Regions from separate parts of the Sus scrofa genome. Here all the other regions are linked to region 1. The links are chromatin contacts, called in public Hi-C and promoter capture Hi-C maps. All regions are on one chromosome and are shown on one strand. The core of a region is the stretch at or near the end of the contact, and the rest is flanking DNA. Distances in the headings are between cores, read along the strand shown.

Region 1 (4,746 bases), core at 1,227-3,726:
ATGGTTCCGAGTCGGATTCATTAACCACTGAGCCTTGATGGGAACTCCCAAGACTACTTATTATATGATCCCATTTATATGAAATGTCCAGAAAAGGCAGATCTATGGAGACAAAGTAGATTTGCCGTTGCCTGGATCTTGGGGTGGGAACAGGGACTAATTAATTGCAACCAGACACAAGGGATCTCATTGGGGTGATGAAAATATTCTAAAACTGGTTAATGCTAATTGGTGCACAACACAATAAATTTACTAAAAATCACTGAATTTTATACTTAAAAATGGGTAAAATTATACCTCAGAGTAATGTTGTTTTTAAAAATAAGGTGGTTAAGCACAGGTAACTATACTCAGTATCTTGTAATAACCTACAAGGGAAGAGAATATAAAAAAAGAACACAGATATATGTATAACTGAATTATTTTACTGTACACCTGAAATTAACACATTATAAATCAACTATATTTCAAAAAATTAAAAAAAAATAAGGTGGTCAAATCACATTGGCATTCTTAACTTTTTATACACAGACCATTTCGAGAATGAGATGAAGATTAACCCTATTCCAGAGGGCTAAGCCTCCCTTTTGTCCACTCACAGACACCCTCTTGGTCTGAAGACACCAAATTAACAAGTCTCTCAAGCTCTAGAGCCTTGTGCCACCTTAACAGCAAAGACATTAAAAACAACCACAACCCAACTCTTCACCCTAGAAAGACGTACTCCTTATCGGAAAGAAAAGCAAAGTTCCTTTTCTAAAATGACAGTGACCCCCTTTCTTCACTTTTTAGAAATCATTTTGGAATCTCCCTTTTAATCCCTTTCTCCAATATGAAACTGACTGAAGGAACAGAAGCAGTCAATCAAGACAGGGATCTAGCTAGCTGTTTTTACAACCAACCAGTACACATCAAAGACCCAGCAGGAAGGACCAGATCCATGAAGTGGCTTAAGGAAAAAGTTGTGATGTCTTTCAGATAAAACTTAGCCCAGATTTGTTTCGAAACAAGAGGCAAGTAAAGTGAAAAAAAGAAATGTGACGAAGTTTCTTTAAATACAGGCAGAATGCAATAAACACTCAAACCCCACAAGACCAGCTAAGGGGTTTTCATCCACTCTTTGTTATAAAACTAATTTTAGGACAGGATGCTGAGCTAGCAAAGTAGACAATCTCCTTCCTCCAACACACAGGGGTCTGCTCCTATCAGTTGTATTGAGCTTCTGTTTAGCTGAACCCACCCCCTTCTGATTTCTAAAATCACTGGATTATTGTTGTCCAACAAATACCCCCTCATCCCTGGCCCCCACGCTCCCTCAATCACTGTGCCTCTCAGAGAGAATTACAATCCATGTTTGTGCAAGTTTTGGTTTCTGCCAACTGGTATTCCCAGGACCCCTTCAAACCCATTTCACACAAAACAGCCAGACCCATCAAATCATGTCATGTTCCCCTTGAAGGCGCTCAATAACACTTAAAATAAAATTCCAAAATCCTCACCTTGGCTGAGAAGGTCCCTAAGATCTGGCCCTTCCCTTACTTTTCTATCCTTACCAGTCTTCGTTCAGGTCCTAAAACACACCAAGCTCCTTCCCTCCTCAAGGCCTTTGCATTTCCTCATCCCTCAGGAAGGAAAAATCTTCCTTAGGCTCTTTAAGACGGTCATCCTTCAGTGCTCAACTTCCATGTCAATGCCTCGGAAAAAACAACTTCCTTGAAATCGCCCCGACTAGGTCTCTAGGTTATTCTCTATCAGAACTTCTTGGTTATTTCCTTCCTAGCACTTGCCAAAACCTGTCATTCTTTTTATTTGCCTACTTATCTAATGTCTACCTCTGTAACTAGAAAGTCAATTTCAAGCAGTCGCAAGTTGTCTACAAAGCTCAGTGCTGTACTTGCAGCTTCATCTGGAGAGGATCCCTGGCTCCATCCCAGCAACGCCTGGCACTTCTTACAAGGATGCTGAAGTGAACAAAAGCACTCTATCCCATCACCCCCCAAATAGGGGGCCGTGTCCCAACTGCAATACCTCACTTCTCGAAGCGCCTTGTAAAGGCCTTTCCGACACCTGCACTTTTCTCTCCCAAACACACCTGTCGCTCAGGTTCAAACATCAGTCAGTACGCAAATCTCTTGGGAGCCCCTCAAACCCCACCCTGCCCCGCCGCACAGGAGCGCCACTCAAAGTAGCCTCCCTGCCTCGCACGCGCTGCACAAACGCAAAGCCTCACCCACGCGCCCTACCTCGCCCCGGGCCGCTCGAGTGCCCAAGAATATCTGAGGGTCCTGCCCTCCCCAAGCTCCCGCGTGTCACCCGCCGCCCAACGTAGCGCCTCCTCCCTCCAAGGCGACAGCTCTTACCAATCACCTCCTGCAGCTCATAATCGTCCTTGTTGATGGACCAGGGCAAGGCGCTGGAGTCCTCGGACATGACGGCGGCACCGCACTCGGTTCTCCCTCCAACTCGCTGACCTCTCCCGTCTCCTAGCCGCGCCTCTCCCCACCCCCAACCGCTGCTGCCGCGCCCCCACCAACCGCCTCTGGAACAGCCACTGGTCGGACGGCGCCTGGCGGGGGGTGTCCGCGCGGCAAAGCGGCGGTGGGCTCGAAACGCCGGCAGACCTCGTCTCCTGTTCCTCCGCGGCTGGCACTCCCCGGCTCGGCCCAGCGCCTGGCCTCGGCCTCCGCTGCTGCAGCGACACTAGCTTCGCCTGGGCCCAGCCCCTCCGTCCCGCCCTCCACCCTAGCCCCACGCACGGGCCAAACTTTCCCTTCTCCCTCCACCTGCCGACACGCAGCGCGCTGACGTCACCACGCCGGGCACGCCTCCATGGGCCACGCCCCCAGGCGCCATATCAAGAGTGGCTGGATAAAAAGCGAAAGCGCTTGGAGCTCGAGGAGGAAGTTGACAAGGGGAGGGAGGAAATGCTTTGGCAGGAGTTCGGCAAGGAACTCGGAAAGCCAGAGAAGAGCCTTAAATAGCCCAGAAGCTTTAGCCACACTAAGCATGGCAACTAAAGGGCGGTCGAGTAGAGGGGGCGGAGCCACTTCTGGCGGCTGGGGCACGTTGCCGTCTCCGCCGTCGCATTCATTGGCTTATTTGAGAAGGAATCAGAAAGGCAATAGGCGTGTGTGGACGTCACTCATAAATTAGTCCTGCCTCCAGGCGCTCGGCGCGCGGTTTGGCGACAGGGCTCCGATCTTTGGCGATCTCTGGTACCTTGATTGCTTTGCCTGGTTCCGCCGAGTGACGTCGCGGCGTAACCGTCACACCCTCAAGACGTGCAAAAGGCTCCGCAGGGTGTGGAGAAACCCTAGGGAGCAGCTGGGTGGGGTAACCTGGGAGTGTGGACGACTGCCAAATAGGATAAAAGGCCTTTGGCCACGGGACTGAGTGGAGCCGGAAGTTCACCGAAAGTGACGACACTTTCTAGGCGGAAGTTTTCTTTGCAGCGCGCGATATAGCATTTTCTCTAACCTTACGGGGCAGGAGGGTGTTCTGTCCCCTCTAAGCTTTGGGTCGGGAGCTCAAGTGAGCCCTTACCTTGGGACCTCAGAAGGTTGGCATTTTTCCCTTGATGTGGCTGGAAATACTAAACGAGTGAGGTTTGGCCCACGGTATCTGAGGTCATTTCAAGGGCCTTGACTTTTGTGTGACCTCACTGAACTTAAGTTTTCTCAAGTTGAACACTTAGGTCTTTGGGGGAAATTAATGAGGTGAAAATTGAACGCGCTTGGTAGAATGGAGACGAGAGTATCGATGTGGGTCAGGCTCGGTTGTGAACCCCTCTGAGTTGAACATCTTTCAGACCTGTATTAGTCATTAAGAACCATACCCTACCAGGCACTGGAAACCTTGTGCAGGAAATCCATTGACCACAAAACCAAAGCAGTCAACTGGGAGCTGCAGAACGAAGCTGTTAGCAGGTTTCCACCTGGTTGGTGGCATTGGATAATGTTTCACAGAGGAGACCCTGAAAAGTTCACATTGATGCCAACAGGAGGAATTTGAGAGGCTAGAATATCCAGTCACGGCGAAGGTGCTATTGTTCCCATGTCTGAAAGCATAGCACAGGCCTTGCTGTAAAGATTGGTTTCAGCTGTTACTACTGACACCTTTATTGCCATGTGTTTCTTGCCTTTCATTTGGCAGGGAGAAGAGAGATGGGGATCAGATCTGTCAGGAGATAAACCTGATGGTAGAGATTAGAAATCTCAAGGTTTTGGAGTTCCCTTTGTGGCTCAGTGGGTTATGAACCCATCTAGTATCCGTGAGGATGTGGGTTAGGCTTTGCTCAGTGGGTTAAGGATCTGGTGTTGCCATGAGCTGTGGTGTAGGTCGAAGACACAGCTCCGATCCAGCGTTGCTGTGTCTGTGGCATAGGCCAGCAGCTACAGCTCTGATTCATCCTCTAACCTGGGAATTTCCATATGCCACAGGTGGGGCCCTAAAAACCAAAAAAAAAAAAAAGAAAAAAGAAATCTCAAGGTTTGTACCAGAAGAAGTGAAACCATACAACTGAAATGGGACTTTTACTCAGCTGGAACTCAGACTGGGACCTGAACCCATGGACTAGGACTCAACCCACTGTCTTTTAACTGAAATCCCACACCTGGTCTCAAGACTTTATGAAGTTCAGGTTCTTTATGTCTTGTTGCAGAAAGAATTCATTGAGAGACGAAATAATAGGTAAGAAGTAGATTTAGAGAGATAAACATTCCATAGATGGAATGTCGTCCATCTCAA
Region 2 (4,746 bases), core at 1,434-3,933, 220 kb before region 1:
CTGCTCATGAAGATGGAAGAGGAGGAAAAAACAAAAACAAAAAGCAATCCTTGGGAGTCCCCATCGTGGCTCAGCGATTACGAACCCGACTAGTATCCATGAGGACATGGGTTCCATCCCTGGCCTTGCTCTGTGGGTTGAAGATCCAGTGTTGCCGTGAGCTGCGGTGTAGGTCGCAGAGGCGGCTCGGGTCTAGCATTGCTGTGGCTGTGGCATAGGCCAAGGGCTACAGCTGTAATTGAACACCTAGCCTGGGAAACTCCATATGCCGTGGGTGCAGCCCTAAAAAGACCAAAAGACCAAAAAAAAAAAAAAAAAAAAAAAAAAATCCCTCACCCCTACCCCAAGCCCCAAGTAAGACCATGTGAGGAAGCCGTGAGAAGGCAGCCATCTGCAAGCTAGGAAGAAGGCCCTCACCAAAACACAACCATGCTGCACACTGATCTCAGACTTCCAGCCTCCAGATTGTGAGAAAATAAATCGTTGTTTAAGTCACACAGTCTATGGTATCTCGTTATTGCAACCCAAGGAAACTAAAACACATTTGCTTCTTTTTCCTTTTATTAACATACCTACCAGCAAATTTTAAAGTCATATGTGTGGTTCACACTACGTTTCTGTTGGACAGTGCTGTTCTAGATCTTCCCCCTACAAGGCCACAGTGTGCCACAGGCGGTGGTGGGACTTCTAAACTGCAAGCCAGGAGCTTGAAGGAAGGGCATCCACGAAATCATAGGAACAGGAGGGCCAGCTCTGCCTCCACTCTGGCCTCCTGAGGCTCTTCCTATAGTTCCTCCCAAGTCAGGACAGTGGCCACCAGACAACTGGCTGTTGTGACTACAAGTAACACCCAATGATCCCCACCTTCCTCCAAGGCAGGAACACAGGTCTGTGGATGCCAATTTAACTCCAGTTGCCCCACCTTGCCGGGTGCACTGCTCAGCACTCCGCAAGGCAGGGAAGAGGAGGGAAATACAGTGCTTCTAGGGGCCCAATCCCTCTCTGCCTCACCCATTGAGGGTCTAGAGAGGGTTCCAGGTCTGAGGCTGTCCTGTCCTGGAAGGAGGTTCCTTCTGCAGACCTGAGAATGGAAGAGCCAGGGATCCAGAGATAGACAAGTAACCTGCTGCTTGTCCATTAAGTCAGCTGGCTGCAGCCCTCCTCTCCAGAGGCCAATGCATTTCTTTCACTTCAGAGTTCTCATTCGTGGGGAAAAGCAGCACTTAAAGGCAGAGAAAGGAACAGGTTCAACACCACCAAAACTTTGCTTCTACGACACAGGTAATGGCTCCAAAAGAGTCATGACACCCCCTCCATACAGCACCAGGCACCAAACAGGGGTCTCTGTTCTCTGGTCCCTGCACTCAGGCCACGCAGCTTTAAGCCCTGCCTGGAGCTCTTTCGCTTTGGTGTAGACAGCTAAGCTATGCTACACTACACAGGAGGCGGGTAGAGTGGAAGTGGGAGTGGGAGTGGGAGTGGGGATGAGGAGGAGATCCCGGATTCCCACCCACTCCCCACCCCCGCAGCAGCCTGGGGATCCCAGCCCCGCCCCTGCCTGCCCGGGCCCCGCCCTTCGCGGGTTTCCCAGACTCCGCGCTGCTGCCACCTCGGGCGGCGGCGGCGGCGGGGGACCCGAGCTGCATGTGTAATGGGGGCTGGGAACAAAGACGCGGAGGACCAGGCTCCCGGGCTGCCGCGCACCAGCTTCCTCGACCGCCCCAGGCTTCTCCCTGGAGATTTAATGCGTGGCTCCCCACGGCTGCCCGGGCCTTTCTGAACCCGAATGCCAAGCCCGTAGCCGCACGTACTGCGTCCCAGAAGCGCTAAAAGAGGAAAATCAGTGCTTAGGCCTGGGGGAAGAGGTCTCCCCGCGGAAAAACGCGCATATACACTCGAAGCCAAATATGCTCAACCACGCGCACGCACGCCGAACGCTAGTCCCGAGGGTCACCCGCCCCCGCCACGTGCTTCCCGGAGGCCAGACAGAACAGAGACCTGTTGGTTTTTCCTCCCATCTCCCCTCCCCTCCTAGGCGCCCAAAACAAAGCAGTCCCGCGGGGTGGCCAGCATCTCGCGTCCCAGATCGCCGCAGGGAAAGCAGGCGCAGGTGGGACCTGGCGCCAAAGGCGCGCCTCCGGAGGAACACCACGCAGATGCTGGTGGGATGGGGTGCTGGACTCCTCCCGGCTATGTGAAGCGACGCGCTTCCCTTCGCTACACCTAGTGGCTCTAAAGATCGCGCACTCCAGCTGCCAGCCGCTGCTGCACCTACAATCCCGCCACTCCCGCATTAGACCTGCCAGCTCAGCTTGGCCACCTGCCCCTCGTTCCAGTTCTCCTCCTAGTCTGCCTGGGTGCCACGCGCCCGTGAAGTCTGAACCCTGACCCCGGGGTTGCCTCTGCGAACTGGAGACCCGCAGGCCGCCGCACGGGCAAGACCGTCCCCCAAAAGATCAGCAAGCGGGGCGCGCTACGCGCCCCCTGTCCCCGCCCCGGGAGGTGCAAGCTGGGTGCAGGTGGCGCGATAAGGAGGCCGCGGGCCCGCCCTTTGTTGGTAAACACCGCGCGGCGCCCGAGGCCGACCTGCGCGCCCCCCACGCCGCGCCCTGTCCTTACCCACGCACAGCGATCCCCAGAGGAGGGCGAGGGCCGCCCAGGGCGCCGTCATGTTCCGCGGCGCCGCCCCGCGGACACCCGGAGCCCGCGGGCAGGGCCGCGCGGCGCTCCTGGGGCGCGCAGGGCCCGGCGGCGGCTGCGCTCTCCTTCCCGCTCCTTCCTTCGGTCTTGTTCCCCGCGCGCTTCCTGCGCCTTCGTCCCAGGGCAGCGTGCAGGCTCCAAGGGCCGCGCGGCGGGGCCGGGCTCAGGGCCGCTGCGGGCGGCGCAGGCTGCGGCCCCGGCTCCGGGGCGACGCGGGGGCCGGGGGGCGGCGGCGGGGCGCGGGCCGGGGCGCGCCCGACTCAGGCATAGCGCGGCGGGGCTGGGCCCGGGCCCCGGGCGCAGGGGCCGAGTCCGGAGGGGCCATGAACTGGGGGAGGGGTGGGGGGAGGGGAGCTGAACCGCGTCCAAAATGGCTCCTGAGCCTCGGCCGCGGAGCCGAGCCAGCAGGGAAACCCGGATGTTGGATACAAAGAGGCGGGCGAGCTGGGCGGGGAGGGGGAGGGGAGGCGGGCCCTCCGACCGCGTGGTCCGCGCCCCCCTCAGGGGCGTGGCTCCAGAGAAACAACAACACAGAGACTCCGCCCCCAGGCCGCGCCCTCCAGCAGGACGCGTGCAAACCATGGGTTTGGAGGGCTAAGCAGGGTCAGCTGGCAGAGTTGGCTGGGTCGTGTCCGGTAGCACTTTACCCCAGAACCCCAGCTCCCCAGCTCCCCGTGGCCTCCCGCACCGGGATTCTTGCTCCGCGCTGAGGATCCCATTCTCCCGGAACGCATGCTGCCCTGCGACCCCGAGTGAGTGGACCGCCCCCGATGATTCCTCTCTGCGCCTTCATTTCCCCGCCTGATGGGGGTCACAAAGCCACAACTAGAGATCTTGGAATTGACCCATCCTAGTGAGGGAGGGCGCGAGTCCCGCCGGGCAGAGCAGCAGCAGGTGGAAAAAGGCCTGTAGCAACTTGCTTCCCTACCCTTACCCAAATATTCTCAGCACTCCCACCCAGTTCTCTATCTCAGATTCTACCGTCCTTATCACAGCTAGAGTTTGGAAGGGTCTTGACGGGGGCCCCTAGCTAAAGAGGGAAAGCCCCCTCACAGCTCAGGGATGAGGTGCAGAATCCTTGAATAGAGAACTTCAGCCTCTCCAGATTTGCCACAGCCTTTCTAGGAGCAGGGCAAGAGCAACCAGGAGGGAGGTGGTGCCTGGAAGTGAGTTGTTTCACTTTTCCGAGCCTTTTTATTCAGAAAGTGAGGAGCCTAAATAAATAAAAAAATAAGGGAGGAAAAGTGAGACTCGATTCCTTCCGTCTTTTCTTTGTTGGCGAAACCGCAGCATGCAGAAGTTCCCTGGTCAGAAATTAAACCAGCATCACAGCAGTGACAACACGGAGTCCTTAACCTAGGCCACCAAGGAACTCCATGCATTTTTTTGCTTAATTACACAAATCTTATTCAAACAAAATCTTATGTAAAAGCCTACCATGTAAAATGTATATTGCCTTGATCGAAGTTGAAATGAAGGGCTACCATCCCGTTTCCAAAGTACCAAGTACACCTCAGGGGCCAACAACACTTTGGAATCACTACCCAGAAATATTTGGGAGTCTCTGAAGGCCTCTTAATAAATATACACCAGAAATGACAGCCCCTCCTTGCTAACCTTATATAACACTTTTTTTTTTTTTTTTAAATGGCTGCACTGGCAGCACATGGAAGTTCCTGAGCCAGGGATCAAAGAATCCCAACCACAGCTGCAACCCATGCCACAGCTAGAGCAATGCTGGATCCTTTAACCCTCTGTGTGGGCCAGGGATTGAACCCGCACCTCCAAAGTGACCTGAGTGGTTGCAGTCAGATTCTGAACCACTGCAGCACAGCAGGAACTCCTATACAGGTCTTTTAACACAGAGTTGAATGCTACTGTGTGCTAAGTAAGAAGCGGCAGAGAATGGGATACTTGGGCTCTGTATTAGGTATTTGGTAACTCCACGGGAGGCTATGCTGATAGACACATGATGACAAGAAAAGCAACTCCATATCCAGAATAAGTGTCTTTTTCTAGGGATGATAAATCACTGCCTCCTTCCTA
Region 3 (4,746 bases), core at 1,049-3,548, 150 kb after region 1:
CAGCCCTCCAATCGGCTGTGCTCGAAAAACTAGGAGGAGGCAGAATAAACATCATCCACCTCACCTACCCAAGCTGGTCTAGGTTTGTGTTTCTGGGGGAAGGGCTGGGCAGGGTCAGCTCTGAAGCAAATCTGGAAAGTTGGCATTCTTGGGTTGATCCTCCCCCTTCTCTAGGCCTCTTAGAGAAGGTAGTGGCGGAGGGGCCAAGAAGCAGGACTTGGGGGGGTACCAGCTCTGACACTAGGTTTCATCCATCATCCCAGAAGCCCTCATACCCACCCTCACATACACATCGAAGACACGATGGTCAGCTGGGGGTGGTGGGATGCCTGAAACTCCATCGGACAACTAGTCTCTGGGCACACATGGCCTCTCTGTGCTGCTGAAAGCTCCGTGAGTCACCAGGATCTCAGGGCATCTTGCAGAGGCAACTGAGAGCTGGATTTTAGGGGGGTAATTTAGGCACCTAGCCAGGCCTGGGCCCACAGAGGGCCTTGGTGGTTAAAGGGCAGAGGGAGCAGAATCCAGCAAATGAGGTTTGGGAAAAATCCTCTTGCTAGGCCTCTAGCCCATCCACACAGAGATGCACAGTCCCATATGCCACCCAGGCTTACGCACAGCAGAAGTAAGCAGAGTGTCTCCAGCCTGTGAGGGAGATGGAGGGCAGACTGGGGGTGGGGGGGAGAGTCCCAGGGAACAGCTGCCCCACAGGGCAGAGCAGCAGCCTTGTTTCTCTGAGTGGCATGTGGCCCAGCCCTCTTTTCTGGCAGAACCTGGCTGCGTGTGCCAACTCTGAGTCAGCGTGCCCACTCTGCCCAGCAACCCCAGGCTTGGGAGGAGGCCTCAGCTCCTCTGCCTGGGCCAGAGGCCAGAAGAGGGCCTGCACGAGGCAGGTTCGGTGTGTGCAAAGGAAGGGCCAAGCTGGAGCCCCCACCAGATAATGCTCTGGATTGGGCTTGGGGCTCAGAGCTGGGAGGTGATGTGAATAAACAGGAATGATGTTTAAGATGAAGGTTCAGAGCCAACTGCTGCTGTCAGAATTTCATTATGTCTCTGCCTGGAAAGAGAAGCAGGGCTTAAGGAGGCCTGACTTGCTGACTAGAGGGGCCGGCAGGCCCCTGGGGATGTCAGAGGTCCTGGGATTAGCCCCGAGGTCAGAGGAGGCCCCCAGGGGAGCAGGCCTGGAGGCAGGCATCCTGGCCGGGTAGAAGGAGGGCGAGGGCAGAGAAAGGACCCCTCATCCTCCCCGCCCCCAGGCTGGCGCTTCAAAAGGATGTCTTGTGTGGACTTGCTCATCCCTGAGAAAGCAGAGAGGGCTCTTATAGGGCTGCTCCTGATGGAGAGCAGGCCGACTGAGGAGAGTGCCAGATAGAGGGCTACATCCCCCCACCCCACCCCCGGTGTAGGGGAGGCATACAGAGGGAGTGGGAACTCCACAGCCAGAGTCTCCAAAGTCCCGACCAGTCTCAACCATAAGGATGGGAAGACTCACCCTCTGGCAGGCTGACATCCCTTCCGGAGGTATTCAAGGCCACCTAGGCCTGCTTGTGCCTAGAGAGGGAAGGGCTGGGGTCCGACTGGTTTTGCTGGACTCTCACACTGGCTTTATCAACCCAGGGGGGCTATGGGGGGGGGCCTGGTGGGCACAGCATCCCCAACGTGGGAGGTATTCTGGGGGCTCTCCCAAAAGTCAGTAGGCAGCAGAATCCCTGGACTTTCCCTTAGAGTCTCTAGGTACCTATAAAGAGGGTGGCTGGGTTGCCAGACTTGAAGGTGGGAGTGTGTGTGTAAGGGGGGGGTGTCCATGTAGGGACGCCTTGCCCAGACAGCCTCTTGGGAGGCCATCCATAGAAGGAGCCCTGGAGATGCCCAACTCTGCCCCTCACTCCGCTGTACAGATTGCCAGGAGTTTGGGGCGTGAAGGGCTCAAAGCCAACCTCTCTGAAGCTACTTGCTCTAAGTTTTTACTGCCTCTGCTCTAGTCCCCACCAAGGGCACTTCCGGTGTTAGAAACTTCCCAGCGAGACTGGAGGGGACCCTTCTACAGAGTAGGTTCAGGCACGCCTCTCCAAGGATCTAACTTGTGCCTTGCACCCGTTTTGCAGAAGAGAAAACAGACATCCGGGGGGCAGTGGCTGGCTGCCTGAACTCTGAGGCTCCCTTTACGCAGCATCACGGTAGGGCGTCTTAAGTTACGAAGTCCCTGTCCCAGAAGGACGCCAGATTCTTCCGTGCATCACCCTAACCCCGGCAAGGCGCCCGCAGGCAGGGCGTGGGGCCCCACCGCCCTCGGTAATGACAGGGCCCGCGGCCTGTGGGTGGCGGCAGCGGAGGAAGCCAGAAGCCAGAGGGATCTGGCTATTTCTGGCTGGGACGCACCCACCCGCCCCGGCCAAGGTTGGCCCGGCTTGCTGGCCCCCACCTCTGCCCTCCTCCACGATCCCCAGGAGGGGCGGGGAGAGACGCGGGTTGGAGGGCCCAGGGGGCGGGGGCGGGGGCTCGGGCGGGGGGCGGAGCGGAGTCCCGGGCCCACCTCCAATCTCCTCCCCTCCGCAGTCCTTTCGGGTCCCTCCACCGCACTGCGCTGGGACCCTAGGCCGCCAGCGCTGTCGCCGCGAAGAAGTGTCCCGCGGCGCCCCCCTCCCGCCGCGCCGCCCGTCGGGCATGGACTCAGGCCGGGACTTCCTGACCCTGCATGGTGAGTGTTCGGCAGGCACGCTGGGGTCCCCGCCTGAGCTGACCCTGAGCAAAGCCTACCGGCCCTGGGAGGGGGACCCCCGGCTCCTTCGGCCTCCCTCTGCCCCGCCCCGGGCCCGCCCCTCGGCTCTTTTGTCGCATTGAGGAAATCTCGGCCCTGGACCGCCGGACACGACCCTGGGCGTTTCCAGGCTTGTCTCCCAGGTCTGGCGGGTGGGGCGAGGAGAGGTGCAAGTCTGAAGATGACCCCCGGCCTCGCTGCCTCGGGGACTACTCTTCTTATCCTGGTCACGGAAGGCTGGGCTCCAGGGTCTAGCGTGCTTTGAGGGACCGAGGAGGGAAGGAACCAGCATCCACGAATAACCGAGTTCTCTCCGCCTCGTCCGGGCCGCCCGGAGAGGCTCCCCAAAGCCCAGGCGTGCCTGGACCGCGTCAGGTCGCGTGGGTGTGGCGGGGTGGGAAGGGTGGGGCGAGGTGGTTTACAAGGTTGGCGGAGGTCTGGCTGTGCCGCGGTAGCTGCCCAGCGCAAGAAATCGTAGTCAGCGACGCTCGGGCTGGGATGAGCAGCCCAGTCGCCCCCATCTGCGCACCCTCCTGGCCGGAATGGCCGGAGTCTCAGCTCTAACTGCCTGCAGCTCCTCCTTTTGTCCAGCCGAGCTCCGTCTCCCCGACCCACGGAGAAAGAGTCTAGGCCAGCTCCTTTCTGCATCGCTGTGTCTTCAGGAGAGAGAGCAGCCGCTGGTTCTGGACATCAGGGGCTGGAGGTCTTCAAGCTGCATAGGCCCCTCAACCTGTACCTGGCATTTCTCTGTTCCAGCCTGGGGACCCACCCACTCTTAGGCGGCTATGTCTTCCTGCTCCCCCAGCCAGCTCTGCAAACCCTCCCCCTCTCAGCCAACCACTGCTTAACCCCACCTCCCTCTGTTTTCTAGTACCCTGGCAGTTTGCTGCCCACCACCTATCCATCTAACCCATGCATGGAGAAAATAAATGGGAAAGAGAAAGGCAGGGATGTCCACTAGAGATCTCCCTGGAATTCAGAGAGACTCAGAGATGTTATTTTCAGCCAGCCTCCCGTCTGTCTCATGGTTCCTGGTTGGCCCATATCTGGTCCCCATGGCCCAGAGAGACCTTGCTCAGTGCCCGGAGCTGTTACCCTCATACCAGTAGTCTAGTCTCCTCAAGGCAGACTCATCCAGCTGGGTCATGGGATCCCTGCCCTTTCCAGTGCTCCTGTGTCTCCCCTCAGGACAGAAGTGAACTTAGTGTCCTGCCAGACTGGTAGGAAGGGAGGCTGGGCAGCTCAGGGGATCACAGCAGAGACATCTGCTTTCTCTCTCATCATTCCTTAGCTAGTGCTGTCTACCCTGCAGACCCCCTCTTCTGTGCCTGCTTCACTCAGACCTCCTATAAGCCCTCTGGTCACCTCTGGCATAGCAGGCGCCTCAGCTCATGGTGGAATGGGCTCCAACCTCAAGCATCTGTGCCTCTGTCCAGTCTCTCTCCCTGGGCCCTGGCCTCTTCCCTGGAGAGGAAGCCGTGTGGAGGCTCAGTCAGCACCTCCCAGTCTTATGGCATAGGCTTGGCTGCCCTGGCCCATCCTGTTTGCTACCTTCCTCCCAAGTGCCTGACTGTCCAGCCTTTGCTGCAGAGCTAGCACAAACACTGCAATCCCAAGCTGTTTCCTGAACGCCCTGCCACTTCTAGCTCATCACCCCAAATTACCTCCCTTAACTCTTTCGTTCCGCCTGCAAACCAGATTGGGAAGCAAGAATCTGGAAGGAGAACTGGTGGTGAGAGGGGGTGGTCATTGTCCTGTGCTGTTCCAGGTCGTTTACACTTCCATTGCAGTGTTTGCACCCCTTTCCTATTCGGGTCCCCAGCACTGGACATATGCTGCAGGACCACACTCTCTGGCTTGGGGCATTGAGGGTCTGTTACAAAAAGGCCCCCTCCATTGTCCCAGGGGGAGGGGGTCCACCTGGATGAGGTTGCCCTTCAGTCCTCACCCCAGGTGCATGCAGAGGCAGTGTAGTACCCAGTCACAGA

Evidence for each region. Promoter capture Hi-C pulls out the DNA fragments that hold promoters and counts their contacts. Hi-C and Micro-C count contacts between places; a contact is called where the count stands out from the background.
Region 2: a contact with region 1 is called in a promoter capture Hi-C map of liver, with 4 times the contacts expected there. The contact joins the promoter of ACVR2B here to the promoter of OXSR1 in region 1. A contact is called at or near these places in 1 of 5 promoter capture datasets (liver) and 1 of 47 Hi-C or Micro-C datasets (heart right ventricle).
Region 3: a Hi-C map of skeletal muscle shows a contact between it and region 1, with 9 times the contacts expected there. The contact joins the promoter of DLEC1 here to the promoter of OXSR1 in region 1. A contact is called at or near these places in 1 of 5 promoter capture datasets (liver), 6 of 47 Hi-C or Micro-C datasets (embryonic fibroblasts, heart right ventricle, mesenteric adipose tissue and 2 more) and 2 of 2 datasets of contacts at active chromatin or transcription factors (alveolar macrophages and skeletal muscle).

The regions. Positions count from the first base shown.
Region 1 is chr13:23,018,569-23,023,314 of Sscrofa11.1, reverse strand. It overlaps OXSR1 (oxidative-stress responsive 1), which reads right to left and starts at 2,476. Exons shown (of 18, transcript NM_214342.1): 1 at 2,361-2,476. The coding sequence starts at 2,430. ACAA1 (3-ketoacyl-CoA thiolase, peroxisomal) reads left to right here and starts at 3,177. Exons shown (of 15, transcript XM_003132103.4): 1 at 3,177-3,300; 2 at 4,440-4,689.
Region 2 is chr13:23,235,636-23,240,381 of Sscrofa11.1, reverse strand. ACVR2B (activin A receptor type 2B) reads right to left here and starts at 2,683. Exons shown (of 11, transcript NM_001005350.2): 1 at 2,620-2,683. The coding sequence starts at 2,671.
Region 3 is chr13:22,870,762-22,875,507 of Sscrofa11.1, reverse strand. DLEC1 (deleted in lung and esophageal cancer protein 1) reads right to left here and starts at 2,298. Exons shown (of 43, transcript XM_021071663.1): 1 at 1,493-2,298; 2 at 1-29. PLCD1 (phospholipase C delta 1) reads left to right here and starts at 2,558. Exons shown (of 17, transcript NM_001243589.1): 1 at 2,558-2,698. The coding sequence starts at 2,665.